Regions from separate parts of the Mus musculus genome. Here regions 1, 2, 3 and 5 are each linked to region 4. A link is a contact called in public HiChIP or PLAC-seq and promoter capture Hi-C data. All regions are on one chromosome and are shown on one strand. Each heading gives the region's core, a stretch centred on a gene start, on an enhancer-like site or on the middle of the called end of the contact. The rest is flanking DNA. Distances are from core to core; before and after follow the strand shown. Region 1 overlaps Kif1b (kinesin family member 1B). Region 2 holds the start of Spsb1 (splA/ryanodine receptor domain and SOCS box containing 1). Region 3 holds the start of Pex14 (peroxisomal biogenesis factor 14). Region 4 holds the start of Clstn1 (calsyntenin 1). Region 5 holds the start of Cort (cortistatin).

Region 1 (4,664 bases), core at 1,987-4,486, 370 kb after region 4:
CTATCCTCATCCTCTCATTGCAGGTGCAGTTCCAGTTTGTTCTGCTGACTGACACGCTGTACTCCCCTGTGCCTCCTGAACTGCTTCCCTCGGAGATGGAGAAGACGCACGAGGACAGACCTTTCCCTCGGACTGTGGTGGCGGTGGAGGTCCAGGATCTGAAGAATGGAGCAACACATTATTGGTCTTTGGATAAACTCAAGTAGGAAAATATTCATAAAAGATTATTTTTTTTAAAAGAAAAGGCCTGGCTTGGAGGCGCACGCCTTTAATCCCAGCACTCAGGAGGCAGAGGCAGGTGGATCTCTATGAGTTCGAGACCAGCCTGGTCTATAGAGTGAGTTGCAGGATAGCTAGGGCTACACAGAAAATCCCTGTATCAAAAAACAATAACAACAAAAAGTGAGTTGTTGAAGTGGATTCCCTCATCACAGCTCTCTCTGAGGATGGCATCAGTTCCTTCTCTGTGGTTTCTAAGTGCTGTGACCAGTTAACAATATTATTACCCATTCATCTTTTTCCTAAAGTCAGCAAAGCTCACCTCTCAGACAACTTTGATATTTGTTGATTTTTAAATTTACCTTTATAAATTTCAATGAGCCAGTTAGTTCTGTGTTTCTTTCTCTCTTGGATCTGGCATGATCCCTCTAACTTTAGTCCTGGGCTCAGGATCATCTTTGTAATAAACCAGGAAGTGATTGTTTCTCTCGCTGTGGAGCTATGTCTGAGATGTCAGCCACCATTGAGCTACTTTCTTCTGTGGCTGTAGGTTTAAGCAGATAGATCTCGCTCCCCTCTCCCTCCTCTCCCCTCTACCTCTCCCCCCCCTTTGCTCTCACGGGTGTGCACACACATGTTCTACTCTACGTTCTGCTGACTTTTGGTGGCTTTCTCCACTCCCGCGTTCTGGATGCTGAGAATTCGGGTTTCTGTGCTTCTGTTTATGCATTGTGCATTAAGTGACACGAGCAACCTCTTAAAATACCTGGCACGCAGATAGTTTCCAAAATAAAGTTATAGTGACGTCTCATGGTGTTAACTCAGTGTACCCCATATCCGCTCAATAGGCAGAGACTGGATCTGATGCGAGAGATGTATGACAGGGCAGGGGAGGTGGCCTCCAGTGCCCAAGATGACAGCGAGACGACCATGACCGGCAGCGACCCATTCTACGATCGGTTCCACTGGTTCAAACTTGTGGGAAGGTATGTCACAGTTTTGTTGTTTTTAAAAAATGAATAACAAGTACTTTTAACTTTTTAAATGTCAGTAGAAAGTATACAGGGGGAAGGGGTGCAAAATGCCCCTTCTCAGGCCAGGATGGAGCTCACCCCTGATGTTCCAGGTTCAGTTCCTAGTAGCATTGGAAAAAAAAGACAAACAAACCCAGAAACCCACCTTCTCTCTTAATGTTAATCAGAACCAATGTGTGGTTTAAAGTATTTACCTCCGTTTTACACAGTCTGCATAGTTTTTATGTCATACTTTGTAGCCAGCGTATTTGACAGCCATCCCGGACTCTTAACTTTCTCACAACATGTTTCATAGTTGATCAAGGAAAATTGAGAAGAAAAGAAACTGTTTCTGACTCCTGTACACTTTAAGTAGACATCACAGTGTGTGCTACCAGACTGAAGTTGTTTCCCAGAACCTGACTGGTCCTCTGTGATTTCTCTTAGAAGAGTTTGTCTTTCTGTAGTCATTGCCCGGGGCAGGTTAACTACACCCCAGGGTAGGCGGCCTCTTCGGGTCTCTGCCTCCATCACGTTCAGCGTTCTGTGAAAACAAAATGCCCCTGTGGAGTTCCAGAAACCTGGCCTTAAGAGGTTGAACATGTAAAAGCAAGGAATCGCGAATGCTTAAGAGGGTTTATTTTACTTTATGTGGATGGGTGCTCTGCCTGCATGCTGTCTGTGTGCCATATGCATGCCTGATACCCACCAAGGCCAGAAGAGGGAACTGAATCCCACAACTGGACTTACAGATGGTTGTGAGCTACTCTGTGGGTGCTGGGAACCAAATCTGGGTCCTTCCTCAAGAGCACCCAGTGCCTTTAACCATTCACCTTCTCTCCCAGTCCCAGGAAATGTGACCTTTGAGCTTCCTGGTTTCAGACTTTTGAGTTACTCTTTACTGTAAATGCCCTGTGTTGGTATGTAAGAAACCCAGAAATGGTGTTGCTGGTGTCAGCCTTTTCCACTCCACTCTGATAGCGGACTAGGGTTTGCAGACGTGGGCTGTGCAGACACAGCTCACTCAAGCCGCTTCAGCACACAGACAAGAGAACTCAGACACTTAAGGCCTTATTTTATTATCTCTGTCCTGAGTGGCTCCCGGAGGACAGGGTGCTCATCCTCTGTGTGAACTGAGAACATAAACATGTGTCGTGTGATATTTCCCTGAGATGGTCTACTCACGGATGCTCTTTGCCTTCCTTATTCTGAGGGTCTTTCCTTGTAGATCTCTTCAGCCTGCCCCGATCCCTTTGCCTGAACCGTGCAGCCTGTGTTCCTGTTGCTCTTTTGCTTTTTACCGTGATGATTCTGTCAGTGCATTCTGTCCTGTTGGCACCTGGGCATCCTGTTAACCGACTATTCCTCTCTCCCTGCCTGTGTTAATCGGCGTCTTACCTGGTGTCTAGCTCCCCTATTTTCCACGGCTGTGTGAATGAGCGCCTTGCCGACCGCACACCCTCCCCCACTTTTTCCACGGCCGATTCCGACATCACTGAACTGGCTGACGAGCAGCAGGATGCCATGGAGGACTTTGATGATGAGGCATTCGTGGATGACACCGGCTCTGACGCAGGGACGGAAGAGGGATCAGAGCTCTTCAGTGATGGGCATGACCCATTTTACGACCGATCCCCTTGGTTCATTTTAGTAGGAAGGTTGGTGAGGTCATTGTGAGAAAGGCCAAAAGGGACCAGCTCTTGTTCTAAATGCCTCTGTGCAATTTTGGCTAGAAAGAAAGCCTAGGCCTTATCTATCCATAAGGCACAATCTACTTAGTACTCTATACAGCAGCTTATGAAGACCACCTGGAGGACGGCTTGACCCAAATTGCCCAGTAATTTAGCTAAGACTCAGAGGTGGTTGTTTCAGTTAACGTGACTGTGGTTCAGATGTTTCATCTCTAAAAGAATGTGCTTATTGAAGCGTAAGGAATAGCACTAGCAGGGGCACAGCAAGCCCGAGGCCAGGCTGGGGAGTTTAGATCAGAAGCTAAAGGAATGCAGTGGGCTTGGTCATACAAAAGAATAGGAGTGCCTAGCTCTCTCTTGGCAATGATGGCTGCCGTGCTGTGTTCTGAGCCTATCTTGGGCTTCTGCCAGGAACAATTGGTTGGTTTCTGTGAATCTCAGGAAGTTATCACCAGCATCAGTATTTGTTGGCTGTACACGAGACTGCTTTACATTGAGGTCGTTGCTCCCGCTATTGCTGTGCATATCTCTCTGTCAGAGGCAGAGGTTCCCGGTATTTCTATCATCCGCATCCCCTCTTCAGATTAAAGTAATTTTAAATTTGACAATAAAATGCTCACTGCCATAAGCTGGATGTGGTGGTGCACACCCACAGTCTCCGCACTTGGCTGGGGTGGAGGCAGGAATATTAGGAGTTCAGGGTTGTACTTGGCTTCAAGTTATACCTGGTTGCAGCTAGCTTGGGATACATGATACCCTGTCTCAAAAAAAACAAAACAAAAAGATCAGGATTAACAATGCATAAGAAGCACAGAATGCTGAGCCCTTTTACAATAAAGGCTCTGTCACTGCTGGATGCTCAGCACCGGCTGCACAACAGCGCAGTGAGTCTCCTCACACGGCAGAGACACAGGACTAAAGCCTGGTTGTCACGTGGTATCCGACACCTAGGGGGACTCACTGTAGGAGATAATGGAAGAGTGGAAAGGAAAGCTTTCAGAGAAGTGAGCACCTAAGTTAATAAGGCAGTCTGCAGTTTACGCACAGTCCTCCATGAGCAAATGTGCTGAGATTACATGAGCACAAGTGTTGTTTGCTTGTGGGATTGCCAGTATTAGGATTTAGAGAAGTCAATTTATTTATATTAAAATTAAGAAAAGTATGTACAAATGGTGCTTCATTTTCTAGATTTCTGTGTCCCTCAATGTATTTCCATTCTATTCTATTCTTTTTTTTTTTTTTTTTTTTTTTGGTTTTTCAAGACATGGTTTCTCTTTGTAGCCTTGGCTGTCCTGGAACTTACTCTGTAGACCATGCTGGCCTTGAACTCAGAAATCTGCCTGCCTCTGCCTCCCAAGTGCTGGGATTAAAGGCATGTGCCGCCACTGCCCGGCTTTCCATTCTATTCTAAGGTGGCAGTTAGTCATGTCTGTCTGCCGTCTTCTACAGCACCACAGTGTGAGGAGTAGATGATGTCATCTTATGTGGCCTGGTCAGGAGAATCTTGACACAGTGGGTCCTGACATCTCTGTTGCTAACTCAGGACAAGCAACTCAAATGAGTTGGGGGAGGGAAGAAGGGTCTTAAGAAATCCTTTTTCCCTTCATCATTTATATTCTGTTACCCATACTAGCAAAATGAATGTAGCCATTAATACTTCTGCTTAGGACCAGGCATAGTGGCACATGACAGAGGCGGGCAGATTCCTATTCAAACTCCTGGTCTACATAGTGAGTTCCAG
Region 2 (4,358 bases), core at 1,852-4,351, 370 kb before region 4:
AAGCCCAAGCCATGATGGGCCAGCGGGACCATATTTTGACCGTAACTGCCTAGATACGCGTATTCTTGGTCCCTACCTCACGTCACAACCCCACAGATGAACTTGTGGCATTTATGAGATCTCTCCAGTGTGACCACACCAGATATATCTTCTTTTTCTGCTGCTTTCCACTTTTAATTTGGCTACCTTAGTAGGCTTCTTTTTTTTTTTTTTTTTTTTTTTTTTTTTTTTTTTTTTTAGTTTTTTTGAGATAGGTTTTCTCTGTGTAGCCCTGGCTGTCCTGGAACTCATTCTGTAGACCAGGCTGGCCTCGAACTCAGAAATCCGCCTGCCTCTGCCTCCCAAGTGCTGGGATTAACTTAGTAGGCTTCTTGAGGATAGGTGACCCAACCTGATTTGAACTCATGTTGTAACCCCACATTCGACAACATGCCCAGGCCAGCTAGCCTGGTGTATGCAGCAGTGAGCACTAAAGCCGAGTCTGAGATGCAGCGGATGGCGAGGACCAGTGCCTGAGGTTGTCATGACCTCTGTAGGCACGCTGCTGTATCCACATGTACATTGCATATACTGACATGCACACAAAATTAACTTCAAACAAATCGAGTCTCTGCAGGTTAAGTATCTTGGTCAAGGACACCCAGTGGGTGAACAAAGGTTCTTGGGTTTACGCTAGGCTGGTCTTAATGCAAGGGGCCTCAGAGAAGACAAGGGCCCTGTACCCTTTAAAGAATGGCAGGGTTCTTCCCTGCGGGCCCCAACTATCCAAGACACCTCTAGCTAGACCTCAAACTAACATCAGAGAGAGCAATTCTGTGAGGGCTTGTTCCCTAATCATCCATCCTTATCATTTTCTGAAGGTTAGAGAAGTGAGTGAGCAAATCATATCAACAGAACCCATGATGTACAAGATGTGGGAGTGGGGTCTCGGGGCAGCGTGAACAGAACTGGGAGTCCAGAGCCTCCTCCTCCCCTGGGGCCTGATTTGACTCAGGCTTAAGCAATCATCAGCCGACCTTTCGATCGTATTTATCAGCTGGTGTATCAGCTATTGCGAGCTAATGACTTTTCAACAAACAATAGGATCACGCCCCTTCCCCTCACATTCCGGCTTTGAGGACTCTTTCACAGTGCTCTGACTCACCGAAGTCACTGCTGTATGACTAACGGAGATTTACTAGCCCACCTTCCCGGTGTCCCAGGGATAAGAACGATGACTGTCAGGTAAGCTTAGATATTCAGACCATCAGTATCCATTTACCCAACAGGGTCAGAACTCAGGAGTGCTGATAGAGAAATATTCAAGCCTTTTGAGAGCTGTCTTTCTTGGGGTCAAAGCTAAGAGGACCCAAATGGACAGCTGCCATTCTTTTTTTTTTAATTAATTAATTAATTTATTATATATAAGTACACTGTAGGTTTCTTTAGACACACCAGAAGAGGGTATCAGATCCCATTACAGATGGTTGTGAGCCACCATGTGGTTGCTAGGACTTGAACTCAGGACCTTTGGAAGAGCAGTCAGTGCTCTTAACCACTGAGCCATCTCTCCAGCCCCCCCGACAGCTGCCATTCTAACCATTTGAAACAGCTTCCATCTGTTCTGGAAGCTTTCCCCCAGGCAAAAGACAAGTCTTAGAAGAGAGTACATAGTCCCAGGTGTAGTGCTGCAGTACCTGCCCTGTGAGGTGACCGACCACACCTGATAAGGGACACGTACTTCTCGCTCAACATATGGAACATGCTCTCTTTCCAAGCTATATGGGTCAGTGGCTGCCGTGCTCACAGGGAATGCTTCAAATTCCCAGACTTTGAAGAGTCCAACAGGAGGGAGTCACCCCCCTGAGTCACCGGCAAGGCTGCCTGCTCGAAGAGCCAATAGCGCCCCGGAGAGGCCGCTTTCCCCACGCAGACCCACCTTGTCCATAGCAGTCTGGAAGCTTCTGTGTTTTCAAACAAAATTGGCAACAGTGAGGTGGTTGGAATCTACACAGTAGCCTCCGGCCCTTCGGGTCTTTACAGTGAGTGATTAAATAACTTCAGCGGCCACAGTATTTATAGCAACTTCTCTAGCATCCCTCCCCACGTATGGGTGAGGAGTGGGAAGATCTTAAGGGGATATCGCGAAGATGGGAGTGAAAATTCCCTCAGTCACCTGTGACTACTCTCTTCTGTAATGACGGGAAAGGAAAATCCCTTTCAGACTAGAGCTTCTAACGGTGTACTTTTAATGTGAAGTCCCTGTCGCTTGTGCCATCCTAAACTCATTGTCTAGGTACTGTGGACGCCTATGCGACCAGGACCTCGGGGTCTTGAAGTTCTGAGTTGCCTGTCTGTCTCCATGAGCGCGGAAACAGTAAGTATAGAGCAGCCGGATTACACATGGACTCATAGACAGTTCCTTTGCACGACAGCATTACAGAACCTTAACCCGGAGTTTCAAACGAGTTAAGCAAGATCTTGCTCCTGTGATTACTGCTATAACCTCACCCTGCCAAACATTTTTTCCCTAAAGAATGAACCTCAGCTCCTCAATACAGTGCTGGACACCACCGCAGCCCCCGCGCAGGTTTTCTGTTATTATGATCCTGGCCTTAGGTCCAGCCTTTCCTAAAAACTTCTCCAGAGGAATCAAAGCTCTTGCTGCAGAGGCCAAGGCAGAGCGATGTATGTCTGAGCCTACAGCCCTTCTGCAAGAAGGTGGTATCGGGGGCTACAGAGTTCGCAAAGCCCCAAGCCTGCCCTGCCTCAGAGCCCTGCGCGCTCCGGGCTCTCGGGCGACCAGCGCCGCTCAACGCTAGGAAACCCAGCGCTGGGTCGGAAAGTAGAGGGGCGTGGCAGGAGAAGGGGCGTGGTGTAGGGCGGGGCTAAGCGGGAAAGTGCGGAGGGGAGGGCTGTGAGGAGCGCCAGGCAGAAGGGAGGGTTGCGATAAAAAGGGCGTGACCTGAGGCGGGGCGTGGTGAAGGAGCGTGACATGGGGCGTGGCAGGGCAAATGGAGGCGGGGTGGAGCGTACAAGCCCCGCCCACGGCGCGTCCTTCTTTTTTCTCCGCCCTCCCACCTTAGAGCTGTCGGTGGCTTTTTCTTCTCAGCGCAGGAGTCGCGCTCGAGCGGCCCGCGCGCTTGCTGCAGGAACCAGCTCCAGGCGCTGGCGCCGGGGCCACGGGGAGGAAGCGACTTCGCTCTCTGCAGCGGGCGCGGCCCTGGGCACCGCGAGCCTCCGGAGCTCCAAGAGCTGCGGCCTCTCTGTGCGCGGTAGGCGGCATGGGACACCGAAGACCGGTTGGGTGGGCGCGCGTTCGGGCTCTGGGATCCGGGGATGGGGGAGACACGGGGACCACCACGCTGAGAGAACTGAGAGGGTGGGCGCGGGGCAGAGCGTGGGCATAGGGTGGGCACCCGGCGTGGAGCCATGATCGATCTTGGGTCCCCGGAGAGGGGCCGGGCGCCGCCCAGTGCGCTGCCGCTTCTGCTGCGGAGGCTCTGGGGTCCCACCTGCGGGGGCGGCATTGGGTGGGGACCTCAGTGGAGCGGGGACAGTCGCTCCCTAAGATGAGCCTAGGCTGCAAACCGAGAAAGAGGCCTGGGGCTCTCCTTAGTCCCAGGGCGCCTTAGGGTTCTGATTGTTGAGGGGGACTCCCATCGCCAAAGTCGAGGGGACCCCTTCTGCCCCATGCATCGCGACCCTGCTGAGTTAAGTTAGTTTCGCTTTTCCCGCCAGTCCGGGCTCTGATTTGTAGCGGCCCTAGTCCCCCTTCCCGATCCGGCCCCCGTAGCGCCTCTCTCTGGGAGACTGCCTGGTGACACTGCGCGCGGCGCCAGCCACCCCGGAGCCGCCGATGCTTCTCCGGGCAACCGAGGTTATGTCAGGAAATCGATGGAAACAGAGAAACAAGAGCAGCCTGAATCGGATGGTAGAGCAGAGGATGAGTTGTCCCGCGCCTGACGAGTGTGCGAGGACTTGCTAATCTCCAAGTTTAAGGATGTGCCATGGCAAAGACTGAATGTTCACAAATGGTGCCTGTGAAGATGTTTGCCAGCCAGGAAGTTGTGTGTGCTTTTGCGAATGAGAGTGTGACCTTGTGAGTTTCTGTTCGTGTCTGTTGTTGTGTATCGTTGTGAATATGTGTGTTTCCTAAATGTTCTTGCCTGTCTGTGAACAGTAGTGGGGCTGGCCATTGGCTCTGGAAGGTTGTGGAGTATAACTCCCCTTGCTTGGTTGGTTTTGGTAAGTGGGGTATTGCTGGAGTGCTGGCTGGCACCTTTCCAGGGAAGCTCCTGCCAGCTGAGCGGGGCTCAGGCTCCTCTCTCTTTTTCTCTGAACTCAAGCTGTACAGTGTGGTGGTGAGCTGGCAGAAG
Region 3 (4,336 bases), core at 415-2,914, 490 kb after region 4:
CATCATATACATACAAAATAGTGATGTTGGTGGTGGTCGGGTGGTGATATTAAGGTTAAAGAGCAGGGCATACTGGTACACTTATAATCCCAGAACTCTGGAGGCAGAAGCAGGGGATCTTGAATTTGAGCCAGCTTGGACTACACAGTGAGACTCTGTCTCAAAAACCTAAAGCAACACATCTAACAATTCAGCTACCATAATGATGGTTCACAGACTGCTCCTCTCTCCTCAAATGTCCCCAGTTCTCAAAGTCTGGGTGTTCCAGTCTTCTGCCTGTATAAATTTTTTTTTTTAATTTAAAAAACAAACCAACCAACCAACGGGAACCTTACATAGTCTAGATTGGCCTTGAACTCAGCATATAGCCCATGTGCTGTGGTCACAGTTGTGCACCACTGTACCACGTAGTCATTGTGCTGGAGCCCAGGTTTTATGCATGTGTTACCAACTAAGCTATATCCCCATCTTGAGATGTCAGTTCTAATACAGAGGAGAGGCAGCCTGAGAAAGCACTATTGTGCACATGGATTTCTTATTTATTTATTTGTGGTTGCTGGGATTTGAACTCAGGACCTCTGGAAGAGCAGTCAGTGCTCTTAACCACTGAACCATCTCTCCAGCCCCAACACATGGGTTTCTTAAGACAGAGCTGCAGAACGCATGGTGGCGATCGCCTTTAATCCCAGCACTTGGGAGGCAGAGGCAGGCAAATTTTCGAGGCTAGCCTGGTCTACAGAGTGAGTTCCAGGACAGCCAAGGCTACGACAGAGTTTTGAAAAACCAAAAAAAAAAAAAAAAAAAAAAAAAGAAAAAGAGAGAGAGAGAGCGAGCTGCAGAGTGTTGTTGGAGTTTATGAACGCTTCTGAGAAACAGTAGGTACTTAACGAATACTAGTGTACCGAATGGCTACACTATTTTTTTTTTTTGGCTTTTTTTTTTTTTTTTTTTTTTTTTTCCGAGACAGGGTTTCTCTGTTGTAGCCTTGTCTGTCCTGGAACTCTCTCTATAGACCAGGCTGGCCTCGAACTCAGAAATCCGCCTGCTTCTGCCTCCCAAGTGCTGGGATTAAAGGCGTGCATCACCAGTGCCCGGTCGAATGGCTAAATTTTAACTTACATTTTCATGTGTTTATTAAATAAGTAGTCCCTAAATGTGCCCACGATGTTATGAGAATAGGGAGAGATTTACTTCAAGAATAAAAATGTGTGGCGCACGCCTGTTATCTCAGCACCTCGAGGTGGAGGCAGGAGGATCAGAAGTTCATCTAGGGCTACATAGAAAGTTTGAGGCTACTTTGAATTACGTGAGGCCTTGTCTAGAAAACAAAAACAAACAAGTCTAAACATACAAACATGTAAATTTATTTTAAAAAGAGGGTGAACCTGGTGGGTGATGTGGGGAGAGTAGGGGGAGAAAATTAGGAGTAGATGTGCCTAAACCACAGCGTTTATACATCAACAATGTAAAACAACAACAACAAGAGATATTCTATTTTTTTAAAAAGAATTTGAACTATGGATTTTCCTGTAAACTGCAAGATAACCGGGACACCAGTCTCACTCAATCCTTTTTGCCGGGAACCCGCCCCCATCGACATGCTCGGGACCTTCTACTTTGGTCTAGTCGGGAGAACTAGTGCAAGCGCTCTTGGGAGAAACTTGGGCCAGCGGCGGTCGACTAGTCAGGCCTGAGGAAGATGGCGTCGTCGGAGCAGGCAGAGCAGCCGAACCAGGTGAGGGGAGTGGGACTGCCCCGTCGCGACTGTCAGGGGTCGCGGCTGGGGCGCCGCTGGGCGCGCGGCAGGCAGTGGGGCGGCGACCCTGACGCCTTGAAGCGGAGGACCCCCGATTTAGTGTTTTCTCTGGGCCCCGCCCCTCTCCGGTCCTCCCGGCCCGGCTCCTCCCCCGGTGACCCCGCTCTCACCACAGTCCCGGGTCGGGGTCTCGACCGGGTCTCAGGCCCTGGCTTCCCGCTCGGCGACCCCTCGGAGCCCTCTGGGCTTGGTCAGGAAGGGTGGCGGGCTCCGGTTAGGTCCTCAGCACACAGCTGCAGGGCCCTGCTGGAGGAGAGAGAGGTGGGGAAGGCTCGTTGGTACCCGGCTGTCCCCTGTCGGGAGGGGCCTGGCGACTCCCGCTCCCACGGCCTCAGCCCCCAAAGTGCCAGCATCTGGGGCTTCATTCACCATGGGGCTTTCTTTCCTTTTCAAGTTGGGGCGCCGCTCTGAGGACTCCTTCCCTCCCAGTGCGTTAGTAGAAAGGGGACGTACTTTAAATAACAGACGCCACTGAGCTTTAGCTGAGGATCCAACCCTCGCTTGGCTGGGTTTGGTTGTCTTAGCCAAGGACTCCCCTCCGAGTTCTTCACCTGCAGATTTAACCAAATCCCGCTTCGCTTGTGGGACAGTGAGGGCCACTGTTGATGCTTGGGCTGCCTGGAAGTCGTGCTGATATGGCCTCGGAAGGGGTTTCTAAGCCAAAGGCGGAGTGGGATGTGGAGAGGGTTTTACCACCAGTGTGCTGGCAGGCAGAGGGCAAGTTATGTTTACTTTTGATTTTTTGTTTATTTTTGTGTACATGTGCGCAGCATGGTGCTGGTGGGAGGCAGAGGACAACTTTGCCGGAAACGGTTCCCCCCTCCGTCCGCCATGTGGATCTCAGATGGAACTCAGGTCCTCAGGCTTAGCAGCAACGCCTTTTGCCTGCTCAGCCTTCTCTTTGGCCCCAGGGCAGTGCTGCTTATCTTAAGTCTCTCTTCTCTTAGTAAAGTGCAGAAGTGGGTAGCAAGGTTTTGTAGCGAGCCCTAAATCACGTGCACCGCCGGGCCTTGATTTCAGCTCCCGAAGAAGTGTCTCTGCTCTCTGGCTATCTTATGTTTCAATGTGATTAGGATAGACCTAGGAGGAGCAATATTTTTAGCCTGGGAAGCTCATCATTCATTTGTCAACATCTTGAAGCACCTTAAAGAGTTTTAAACCACTTACAGATATTTCCCTTCCTTCCTAGGCAGAGGACTACTACTTAGAGTCTTACTGCCTTTCTACTTGTGATAAGTCGATTAGGGGGAATCACACTTAAAGGCGCTGGACACTCAGATCAGCCTCTGTTAGTGGTGTGAGTGATTCAGGAGGAATGTGTGTGCTGTAAGGCATGGGAAACAATTAGGACCAACTCTGGACTCTGCAGTGTCTGAAAGAGGGACCTTCCTTTCTTGTGGTATCCCACCTCGCATGCTAAACTGCAGCGAGCCTCAGGGTCTGAATTTTTTTCAAACCTCTGTAGGGATTGAACTGTGTCCACAGTTTCTGGAGGTCCAAGGTCTTTCAGGGTTTGGCCACCTTTGTGTGGGTTGAGCCTGTTTCTCCTTTGCCCTCCTTTCCAGAGCTGACAGATGACATTGCGTCAGAATGTGCTGGAAGCCTGAGGAAAAAGTTGTCCTGTCCTGTCACTATCTAACAATACACTGCAAATACACACTTAAAAAATATGTTATGAATGGGGCTGGAGAGATGGCTCAGTGGCTAAGAGTATTGGCACTGGCTGCTCTCCCAGAGGTCCTGAGTTCAGTTCCCGTGAGCCACATGGTGGCTCACAGCCATCTGTAATGGGATCCGATGAACTCTTCTGGTGTGTGTCTGAAAACAGTGACACTGTACTCATATAAATAAAAATAAATAAATCTATCTACCTACCTATATATGTGTATGTATAATATCTCCCTGTGTAGCCCTGCCTCAGCCTCCTGGATGCTGAGATTACAGACATGCAACTCAGGTCCACTGAGTTCTAGGTTTTTTTTTTGTTTTGTTTTGTTTTGGTTTTTCAAGACAGGGTTTCTCTGTATAGCCCTGGCTGTCCTGGAACTCACTCTGTAGACCAGGCTGGCCTCGAACTCAGAAATGCCAGCCTCTGCCTCCCAAGTGCTGGGGTTAAAGGTTTGCGCCACCACTCTTGGCTGAAGAGGGCTTCTTGACACACACACACACACACACACACACACACACACACACACACACACACATCCCTGTGGAATCAGAGTTACAGACTTGGTGAAACCCATGCAGAGGCTGGGAAGCAAGCCTGAGGCCTTGGAAGAGGAACCGGTGCTCTTAAGTGCTCTTTGTGTGTGAGGCAGCCTCTCTCTCGGAACCCGGAGTTCATGGATTTGGCTAGACTGGCCGGCCAGTGAGGCCCAGCAGGCCTCCTATCTTTGCCTCTCCAGTGCTGGGATTACAGGCATGTGTCTCTGCTCGAGTTTTATGTCGGTTCTAGGGGTTGAAGTCGGGTCCTCATGTTTATGCAGGACTTACCTCCTGATCCATCTCTCCAGTCACCAT
Region 4 (4,303 bases), core at 1,694-4,193:
AAACAAAACAAAACAAACAACAGCTAATTAATAGTCCAGTGCAATTTTATATTAGGATAGCTGTCATTCTCACTATAAGTCCGCATATGACCTTTATCTCACTCATCATCACTGAAGGCATATGGAGGCTGACCAACAAACAGTTTATGCCATTCCATCTTGCAACAAGAAACAAACGGGAATGCTGAAGGGGCAGTGTGGCTCAGGAGCAGATGCCTGTCCAGCCTTCGGGCCCTGGGCTCCGTCCCCAGCACCAACGTTGCAGGGAGGACTCAGATGTTCACTGGAATAATGAGCCCAGGGAAAGTGCCTCCAGAAACCGCATATTTACATATAAAACTCATTTGTAACATTTCAAACTGAAATTGTTTTATTAGCATGTCATGGAATATTCATGACCATGCAAGCTGGAAAAAAAACGGTAAATGCAAAAGAAAAACTGATGTTCAAACATTTTTACTTTGTAAGACGTTGGAAATTTCACATTCCTCTCAGCCATAATGAGGGTAATCAGGTGAGCCTGACCATGGTTTACCCAAGTAACTAAAAGATGAGCAGTACTGTAGGTAGATGCAGGAAGACACCTTAAAAGCAGTAATTCAAGCAGGCGATGCTATTACCAACTCAACTAAACATTACTTGAACTGTTTCCAAAATACCCAACCCAGCCCTCCCCTCCTTTCATGTATGGGCTGGTTTTTTTTTCCAAAAGAAGCAAAACCAAGTTTTCTTCCTCTTAAATAGACCAGGCTTCAAACCTCATTTCATACTTGGTTTGCTGAAACTTTTCAAAAAAAAAAATCAAATGCACGGTAATTAGATACTTAGTGGCAAGGAGCTGAATTTGACAAGAATGGACAGAATGTTCTAGATGGAATAAAAGAAGTTTTCAGTTTATCACCCTCTGTGTGGCACGCTGGAACAAAGGATGCTTTGCCCTCTTCTGCCCTTTTTTGTGAACACAACTTTCCTAAGTCAGGCCAAGCAGAAAAGGCAATCTTTTTTTAAAGCTTGCAAAGTTATTACGTGACCATCTCACCCAGACTTCTATCAATCCTCCTCCCACAAAGCTCTTTTGATTTCCAAAATATACACTTGAAGAAAATAGATTCGAGCACTCTCTACAGACTATCTACCTAGACTACTTTAAGACCAGGAAAAATGTTTACGGTTTCAAGTTCCATTCAGAAGGCTTTATCTGCAATGCGTAAGCAGTTTTGGTGGCAAGCTCGGTCAATATCAGAAGGCAGGTACAATGTTTAGATGAAGTGGATGAAGATTTAAAACAGCAAAATCCTATTTGCCTCCCACACTCCTAAGGAATTAGCGGGGCTGGCTGGTCTCTGTGGTGGTCATACAAGTCCGGTACACTACTCTGAGTAAAGGTGCAGCGGACGAGCGCTTTGTTCACACTGGTGGATGAAAAGTGATCACAAACACCTTCTCAATTTCGTCTTTGGGCAAAAGGGTGGGAAGGAAGAGGAGTTTTCGCCTCTGTTACTTCCGAAACCGCGTTTAAAGGACGCGGAGAGGAGGCGAAAAGGGGCGAAGTCGTGGTGTCCACCTAGCCGCAGCAGAGAACCGGGATCTTGGGAAAGTGATGCGGAGGAGTGGAATCTTATGTAAGCACACACCAAAATCCTTGCGTGCATCCCTGGGCTGATCATCCAACACACGTACACTGCATCCCACCCAGGGGCGCACCCCCCAGGCTGCATGCGCTACTGGAAAGTGGGCTAACTCCCACCGCGTGTCCCCAGATCTCCCCAGACCAGCACCTCAAGCACCCTGGGGCTACAACTAGGGCAGTCATGGCCCAGGTGCCCCGCCCGGGTACAAAATTGGCTTCCCCAGGCATCTGCAGCGCGCGCCTAGGTTCTCCGGAGCTCTTCTCTGAGCGCCTGAACCTGAATCTCACGTAGCGAGCGGGCTCGATGTTCCGCACTCAGCCCAGAGCCCCGCTCCCAGGCAATCAGTCACACAGTCGGGTCGGAACCCCGCGCCCCAGCAACACTACCTCACTCGGCACCGATCCCTGTGCGCTGACACTATTCCTGCACTGGGTCCTGTACCTGTGCACCTGATACGATCTGGGCCCCGAACCTTGCTGGAGACGATCTGCGCACCGGGATCCGAGCCTCGCCCAATACGACGCGCGCACTCGGACCTGAACCCTCAGCCCTGGCACAATTCCCACACTCGGACCCAAATTCCGCGGCCCTGCACGACTCCTGCACTCTGCCCACCTCCTTGCACCCGGTTACTATGCCCGAACTCGGACCCAACCTTGCCCAATATGACTCGCGCACTCGTATCCGAACCCTGGGCCTCGGCACGATCCCCACACTCGGACCCGAACCTTGCCTGATACAATGCGCGCACTAGGACCCGAACCCTGGGCTCTGGCACGAGTCCCGCACTCGGCCCAGAACCCAGAGGCCCTACAGGACTGCAGCACTTGCCCATAACCCCGCCGCCCCGCATGACCCTCGCACTCAGCCCCCCACCTTGCACCCGAGCACGGTTCCCGCACCCGGCCCCGACCCGAACCCCGCGGCCCCGCATGACTTCTGCATTCGGCCCAACCTTGCACTCGGTTCTGACTCCCGCACCCGGCTCACCGCGCCCCGTCGCTTACCTCGCGCGGCCCAGACCCCGCCGCCGCACAGCAGCCCCGCCAGCAGCAGCCGGACGGCCGGGGCCAGCGCGGGCGCAGGGCGGCGCAGCATCGCTCGGGCTCGGGGCGCCACGGCCGGCCCGACGCGGAAGCAGCAGGGAGTCGCGCGGGACGCCGAGAGGGGCGCGGGCAGCCGGGGGCCGGCGGCTGGGCGGCGCGGCGAGCACCGGGATGGGAACGGCAGCCGCCGTGCTGCTGGGCCGCGCGCGCCCTCCCCTCGTCGGCAGCGCTGCGCTGGAGGCGGCGGCGGCTAAGATGGCGGCGGCGCTCTCTCTCGGGTCCGGCGAGGGTACCCGGCCGGGGGCGGGGTGGCGGCGGGCGGGGCGGGGAGGGAGAGCGCGCGCGCACGCTCCCCGCTCCGCGGGTGCGCGAGCCCACAGGCTGAGCCCTGGGTGCGCGCCTGCGGGGACGCGCCGAGGAAGATTGGCCCGGGAGCAACCGGGAGGGACCCGCTGGACGCGCCCCCTGCCCGCGGCCAACCCGGAGCATCCACTCCTCCTCCTCGCGCGCGCCCCTGGACGCTGCACCTGGAAGCCCCCCAAGGCACCTGGGGATCCGCTCCTTGGTTTCCGAACCTAAGGACTTGTCCTACTGCAGATCCTAGGGCCTCAGAGCTCCAGCACCCGGCCACTTCATCCAAGCGGTGTCACCTCCAAGCACCTCGGTGACCTCCTCTGCCGAGTGGAGGTGATGAGCAAAGCTTGTGGGCTCAGGAAAGGTTGCAGGGACACAACTCATCCCAGTGAGTTTGGTAAAAGCCTAGGGTGGCTGTACTTGTTCTCCAGCTCCAGTCTGGGGGTTTGGAAAGGGACTTTTGTCTCCAGGGACTCCTGATTTACCGTAGAAACCTTTTGTCGCTTATTTATAGCCTTGTAGCGCGATAAAGAAGATGCTAAGTACCCTTTAGGAATATGGAGAGTCAAAAGAAGGGCCCTTTCTGGGGTTCTCTGCAGGGTTCTCTGGAGTCTGTCCCTTTTCCTTGTATGTCTCCTGTAATCTGGATGGACAAACAGACACACACACACACACACACACACACTGCCCTATTCTAGAGGAGAGGGCTGACAGAGTCACGGTGGGCTTCGGTGAGCACACTGTGTTGCAGCTGAGGAAAGTGAAATGCCTTCTCAGGTCAAACAACTGAGAGTCATCAGCCCTGGAGGGCAGGGTGGCCTCATTAGGGAGACACCCACAACACAAACCTCAACAGCCCTGCAACAGTTATTTCGGCCACTGTTGGAAGAGTCGCCAGCGATGTCCAGGGCGTGTTTGAGAGAGGATGGGGTGCTGGTGGGCCAGCTTGGGGAGAGGGTGAGGAAGGCGGACAGCCCTCCAGGCTGGGTGGAGTATGGCCTGTGGAGAGAGAGCATTGTTTAGGAAAGTTTGGGCAAGAAGCCCACAGAGGTAGACTGAGGTGCCTGGACACGGCAGGACAGAGGATTTGGACTTGACGCTACAGGAAGACCTTCAACAGCTGTGAGGAGAGGTACGGTGACCTGTGCGCAGACCAACCGACCTACCGAGACAGGGTCAAAGCAAACTGTAACGGAAACTCTCCTCTCTGTCCTTTGTTTCCTGACCTGTCCCCACCTCTAGACCACGCCCCAGCACTCCTCCCAAAGATGT
Region 5 (4,403 bases), core at 1,473-3,972, 460 kb after region 4:
TTATACAGGCTAGTCTTGAACTTGACTTTTAGATCAGGTAGGCTTTGAACGCGAGATCCTCCTCCTCTGTCACCATCCCAGGAGCCTGGTTTACAGGTGTGCCACCCCAGGCAGGCCATACCCGCAGTTCTGATGGACCAGGGTGGACGGAAGTCTGCAAGCCTGGTTATGCAGAAGAGAACACGATTTCTATTTTTTCACATCTCAAGAGTCATTTTGACCAAGCAGTTATTTTCTAGGTGAAGACACTTGCCACTTTGAGGTGTCAGTGTCACCTGGCTGTGACTGCCAGCAGACGTGGACCACAGCGATCCTGCCTGGTCTCTGCCCTTCTCATGATTTCCCCTCCACAGGAATGGGGACTTGACCCTGTCTCCGTTTCTCGGATAGTTAGTGCTCAATAGATAACTCAGTCAATGAATTTCCACCAGTTCTTTTGGAATGAATATTGGAAAAGGCATAAGTTACTGTGAGGATTTTCTTTTAGGTTTGTAAAATGATTTATAGACAGATTTAAAGACTTAAATATAGTTTTGCTTTTTGTATATATACATAGCTAAAATACATTACAGAGAAGAATGAAGAGATTGCCCAGCTTAACCTGAAAGGAAAGGCCAAGAAGAAAAGAAAGCCGGAAGATGAAAGCAGGAGCTCTCGGGAGTCCATGGCTGAGGAGCTGGACGGGGCTGAGGAGCTGCAGAGCGAGAGCTAAGGCCTTCATCTCATCTGGAAGCAGCGCTCGCCACGAGGGCAGTCTGCAGGGATGAGGACAGACATGGGAAGGACGGCCCCGTGTGTGGGCAGCTTTTCGTGCTGCCTGTTTGAAGTCATTCTCGGCAGAAGCTTAGAAGCTGGGAGTTCCTGCAAAGCCACCTCACGCGTCACGGGGCATAGGAAAGGCTTGCACTTGGGTGGCACAGCGTGACTTAGTGACTGGCAAAGTGGGCTAGCAATCAGCTGTGCTGGCTGTCGGGGTGAGCTTAGTCCTTCACTGTTTATTTCCCAGGTCGAATGCGGGTCTCAGCAGGGTGAATAAATAAAGCTGTGTTTGCTGAGCCCAGCTGCTGTGGCTTCAGGTCTCAGCCTCCATCGCGGTGACTGGTGGTCCCTGGGAATAAATAAAGCTGTGTTTGCTGAGCCCGGCTGCTGTGGCTTCAGGTCTCAGCCTCCATCGCGGTGACTGGTGGTCCCTGGGAATGAAATCTCTTACTCTTCAGGGCTGATTTCAGAAGCAGGGCTTTGTGGCTTTTCTAGCAGGTCTATAGAATTAAGCCTTGGCTCTCCCGAGGAGATGTCTGCTTGAAGGGAAAGTCTGGAGTGTCCCAAGGGCCCTGTCCTACTGTTGCTGTGTCCTGAAGGATGTAAGGTGTTCAGGGCCTGCCTTCTTTCCCTTGTGGAGTGGTAGGGGAGCAGAGGGATAGCTCGCTGGGTGTAGGCAAAGCCTGATGACCTGAGCGTCACCCCATGGTGGAAGAGGGACCTCGGGAAGGTCTCTAGAGCGGGGCGTGTTTTACTTTGGAAGGAGCCGACTTTCAGTTGCTTTGTTTCAGTCTCGAGCCTCCCTTGGATCTTGGTGTTCTCTAGTGTCTGAGATGGGGTTTCAGGTCTGTCTGCATATGCGGGGTCCATCCCTCACATCCCCACAATTCTCAACCTGGACCTGTGAAGGGCCAGGAGGTGGCCCAGGACTTTGTCACTGTCTTGGGAAGGAAGTGGGCTGTCAGCTGGCCGAGTCCAGGTTTCTCAGGAAGTGACTGTGACCTATACAAAGAAAGCATCCCTTACACTTGGCCAGTCTATCGACGTGCATGTCTACATTTTCAAAAATGGTATCTATGACGGGGAGAGGGAGATGCACGTGTGTGCTACAGCGGGAGTGTGGGTCAGAGGTCAAGTTTGTTAGGAACCGGTGTGTTCTTCCGTTTTACCATTATCTGGGGGCCAGAGTGGAGCTGCAGGTTACCAGGGTTGCATCGCAACTGCTGTGCTCAGTGAACCATCTTCCTGGCCTCGTTTCTTTCTATCTTTTTTTTTTTTTTTTTTAAAGAAATGTGCAAACTGCTGACCTGGGCATCTTGGAAAGCCCTAGACCAGGAACTCTGCAAGTGTGCATGTCACTGAGAGGCCCAGGACAGCGTCCGTGGCACTGAGATGCAGAAGGCCTTTGGTCCCGTCTCTCTTCTGCATCCGCATCTATACTTGAGCGAGTCAAAGGTCTAGCCTGGGGCAGAGGGCAGTCTGGGACATGCTCTTGGTTCATCCTTCCTTGCGACCTGGTGAACACTGGGGCCATCCTGTGACCCTGGGTCTTCTCTGTACCTGGTTACTTCTGCTCGTAGCCGATTCAGACATGCCTGCTTTTAGCTCCGGGGATGGACGGAACCGTGGTAGGCACGTGCTGGGCTGAGCTGAGCTGCGTCCCAGCCTGCAGTCTTGCTTCTCCTGGGTAAGACCCCACATCTTCAGCTCTTTACCCAGGCCTGATTTCATATTCTGTTAAATCACCCGGCTTTGTTCTGATGGCTTCCTGCTTGCCACAGGCACAATCACAAGGAAGCAGAACTCCCAGAGCAAGCGCGCATGTGTTCTAAAATAAGAGCAGATTCACTCCAAACACAGGAAAAGTCCCGAGTCTTTAATTAAGGGGCTAAATCCAACCCCACAAATGTTTCTTTCTGTGAGAGCTGATTGCTCCGGCTTGTGCGTCACCGCGTGAGTGTGGAGAGGCGTGTAGGTTTTCAATGAACGAGTGCAGACCCCCAAGCAGGTGGTGCTAGAGCTTAAAACACCACAGAAGAGACCCTCGTCCACCAAGCACAGACCTCAGCACGTCCGAGGATGATGGGTGGCCGAGGCACAGGAGGCAAGTGGCCCTCAGCCTTCGGGCTGCTGCTGCTCTGGGGGGTCGCAGCCTCCGCCCTTCCCCTGGAGAGTGGCCCTACTGGCCAGGACAGTGTGGTGAGTGCACCTGCTCAGTTTGTCTCTGTAATTCTGACCACTCAGTCCTGCATGATGTGTTCTGTGTTGTGGTGTGTGTGTGTCCCTAGGATTTTACAACGCCCCATTCAGACCCCTGGTCCCTGTTTGCCCTCAGTTCTCCTAGCCTGGGTCTGTCAGGGACTCCTCTCTGCTGGTGTCTGCTTTGGAGACAGGGATTGCTTCCAGCTGTCACAGCGCTCCACCGTCTTCTCTGCCGTGAGACCAGTCACACGGACTTCCAGAGCCTTAATTTATATACACAGCTATACTCTCACTCGCTCAAATAATTCCTGCCCTCTTGTTCTCCATGGTGTAAATTTTATAATTTCATCAAATGATTTACTTTCTCTTTTTTCCATTTTTGAAAAAGTTCCAAGAAAGAGTCCATAAAGTTGACCATTAAAAGTGGATTTTTCTTTGAGATCACCAGATGAGTTTCAGATGGGTCGTTTATCATCAGAGTACTCCTAGAAACTTCCTGAGGAGTTTGAAAGAAGGCCCAGACTTAGCGACTCAGTCTGTTCTGATTTCTGAACATCCAGGAGGATGTGTGGAGGTGGGAGAGCCTGTGGACCCAGGGCCTCTCAGCTGGCAGCCATTTTGACAGCTTTCCTAGTCTCAGAGCTGAGGACCTCAGCACAGATTATAAGGTAGAAGTTAAAGCACTTTATTTGTTTTCAAGATAAGGCCTCACTGTGTGTAGCCCAGGCTAGCCCAAGCTCACAGTACTCTATCTGCTGTTGCCTCCTGACTGCCGAGTCCAAAGGTCTCTGCTACCATGCTTGAAAAAAATCAGCATTTTTATTTATTTATTTATTTATTATTATTGGACTGGTCTGTTTTTCTCCACTGAGCAGTTTCTCTAGAGTCCGTCTCACTCTGACTTTGAGGGAGTGTGGTTTGTTAAGGAACAGTTTGCTCTCTGTGGGGGGTGGGGGTGGGGGGGCATATCCGAAGGCTGAGTGAGTCCCAGTGAGTGAGTGGTGAGTGGTTGCTTTTCTCTCCTTTGTTATCTGCTTCTCTAAAACACAGCAGGAAGCCACCGAGGGGAGGAGCGGCCTTCTGACTTTCCTTGCCTGGTGGCACGAGTGGGCTTCCCAAGCCAGCTCCAGCACCCCCGTCGGAGGGGGTACCCCCGGGCTGTCCAAGAGCCAGGAAAGGCCACCCCCCCAACAGCCCCCACACCTGGATAAAAAGCCCTGCAAGAACTTCTTCTGGAAAACCTTCTCCTCGTGCAAGTAACCCCACCCTGGGCATAGCACCCTGGCCACCCTGTGAGATGCCAACGAGACCTGAATAAAGACTGTCAATCAGCGGGGAGCTTTCTTCTTATGTCAGCTTTGCCTCCCCTGCCCTGTGAGAATCATTGGTTTCAGTAATGCTCGCTACCGACAACAGGTCAACTAAGGGATTGGAGATTCAGT

What was found. Promoter capture Hi-C pulls out the DNA fragments that hold promoters and counts their contacts. HiChIP or PLAC-seq counts read pairs in DNA pulled down with a chosen protein or histone mark. Capture Hi-C pulls out chosen DNA fragments and counts their contacts.
Region 1: a contact with region 4 is called in a promoter capture Hi-C map of hippocampal neurons, with 2.4 times the contacts expected there. The contact joins the enhancer-like site here to the promoter of Clstn1 in region 4. A contact is called at or near these places in 9 of 39 promoter capture datasets (the C10 cell line, cranial neural crest, hematopoietic stem and progenitor cells and 4 more), 2 of 115 datasets of contacts at active chromatin or transcription factors (both in embryonic stem cells) and 2 of 9 other capture datasets (adipose tissue and embryonic stem cells).
Region 2: a promoter capture Hi-C map of adipose tissue shows a contact between it and region 4. The contact joins the promoter of Spsb1 here to the promoter of Clstn1 in region 4. A contact is called at or near these places in 6 of 39 promoter capture datasets (the HPC-7 cell line, cranial neural crest, liver and 2 more), 3 of 115 datasets of contacts at active chromatin or transcription factors (embryonic midbrain, pancreatic cancer cells and stem cell-derived neural progenitor cells) and 2 of 9 other capture datasets (adipose tissue and liver).
Region 3: an H3K4me3 HiChIP or PLAC-seq map of embryonic stem cells shows a contact between it and region 4, with 3 times the contacts expected there. The contact joins the promoter of Pex14 here to the promoter of Clstn1 in region 4. A contact is called at or near these places in 6 of 39 promoter capture datasets (the C10 cell line, cranial neural crest, hippocampal neurons and 3 more), 5 of 115 datasets of contacts at active chromatin or transcription factors (embryonic stem cells, large pre-B cells, pro-B cells and 1 more) and 1 of 9 other capture datasets (embryonic stem cells).
Region 5: a contact with region 4 is called in a promoter capture Hi-C map of adipose tissue. The contact joins the promoter of Cort here to the promoter of Clstn1 in region 4. A contact is called at or near these places in 6 of 39 promoter capture datasets (the HPC-7 cell line, HPC-7-derived erythroid cells, cranial neural crest and 4 more), 3 of 484 Hi-C or Micro-C datasets (cerebellar granule neurons and embryonic stem cells), 5 of 115 datasets of contacts at active chromatin or transcription factors (craniofacial prominence, embryonic stem cells, large pre-B cells and 2 more) and 3 of 9 other capture datasets (adipose tissue, liver and pancreatic islet).

Annotation. Positions count from the first base shown.
Region 1 is chr4:149,218,768-149,223,431 of GRCm38.p6, reverse strand. Kif1b (kinesin family member 1B) reads left to right here. Exons shown (of 49, transcript NM_001290995.1): 25 at 24-202; 26 at 1,068-1,205; 27 at 2,642-2,890. Among named protein-coding and RNA genes, the nearest start is that of Pgd, 54 kb to the right of the region's middle. Within about 2 kb of position 3,236, at least 59 of the 459 cell types and tissues checked have an H3K27ac peak or open chromatin away from gene starts, as enhancers often do. A contact at or near this core is called in hippocampal neurons, where this site is marked.
Region 2 is chr4:149,953,749-149,958,106 of GRCm38.p6, reverse strand. It overlaps Spsb1 (splA/ryanodine receptor domain and SOCS box containing 1), which reads left to right and starts at 3,101. Exons shown (of 3, transcript NM_029035.2): 1 at 3,101-3,254.
Region 3 is chr4:149,097,171-149,101,506 of GRCm38.p6, reverse strand. Pex14 (peroxisomal biogenesis factor 14) reads left to right here and starts at 1,664. Exons shown (of 9, transcript NM_019781.3): 1 at 1,664-1,735. The coding sequence starts at 1,700. It overlaps Gm46722 (a long non-coding RNA gene), which reads right to left and starts at 3,520. Exons shown (of 3, transcript XR_003955172.1): 1 at 2,368-3,520; 2 at 1,927-2,062; 3 at 1,729-1,830.
Region 4 is chr4:149,585,108-149,589,410 of GRCm38.p6, reverse strand. It overlaps Clstn1 (calsyntenin 1), which reads right to left and starts at 2,943. Exons shown (of 19, transcript NM_023051.5): 1 at 2,639-2,943. The coding sequence starts at 2,729.
Region 5 is chr4:149,125,082-149,129,484 of GRCm38.p6, reverse strand. It overlaps Cort (cortistatin), which reads left to right and starts at 2,722. Exons shown (of 2, transcript NM_007745.4): 1 at 2,722-2,958; 2 at 4,012-4,403. The coding sequence starts at 2,839. The coding sequence ends at 4,221. Cenps (centromere protein S) reads left to right here. Exons shown (of 5, transcript NM_027263.2): 5 at 557-1,136. The coding sequence ends at 712.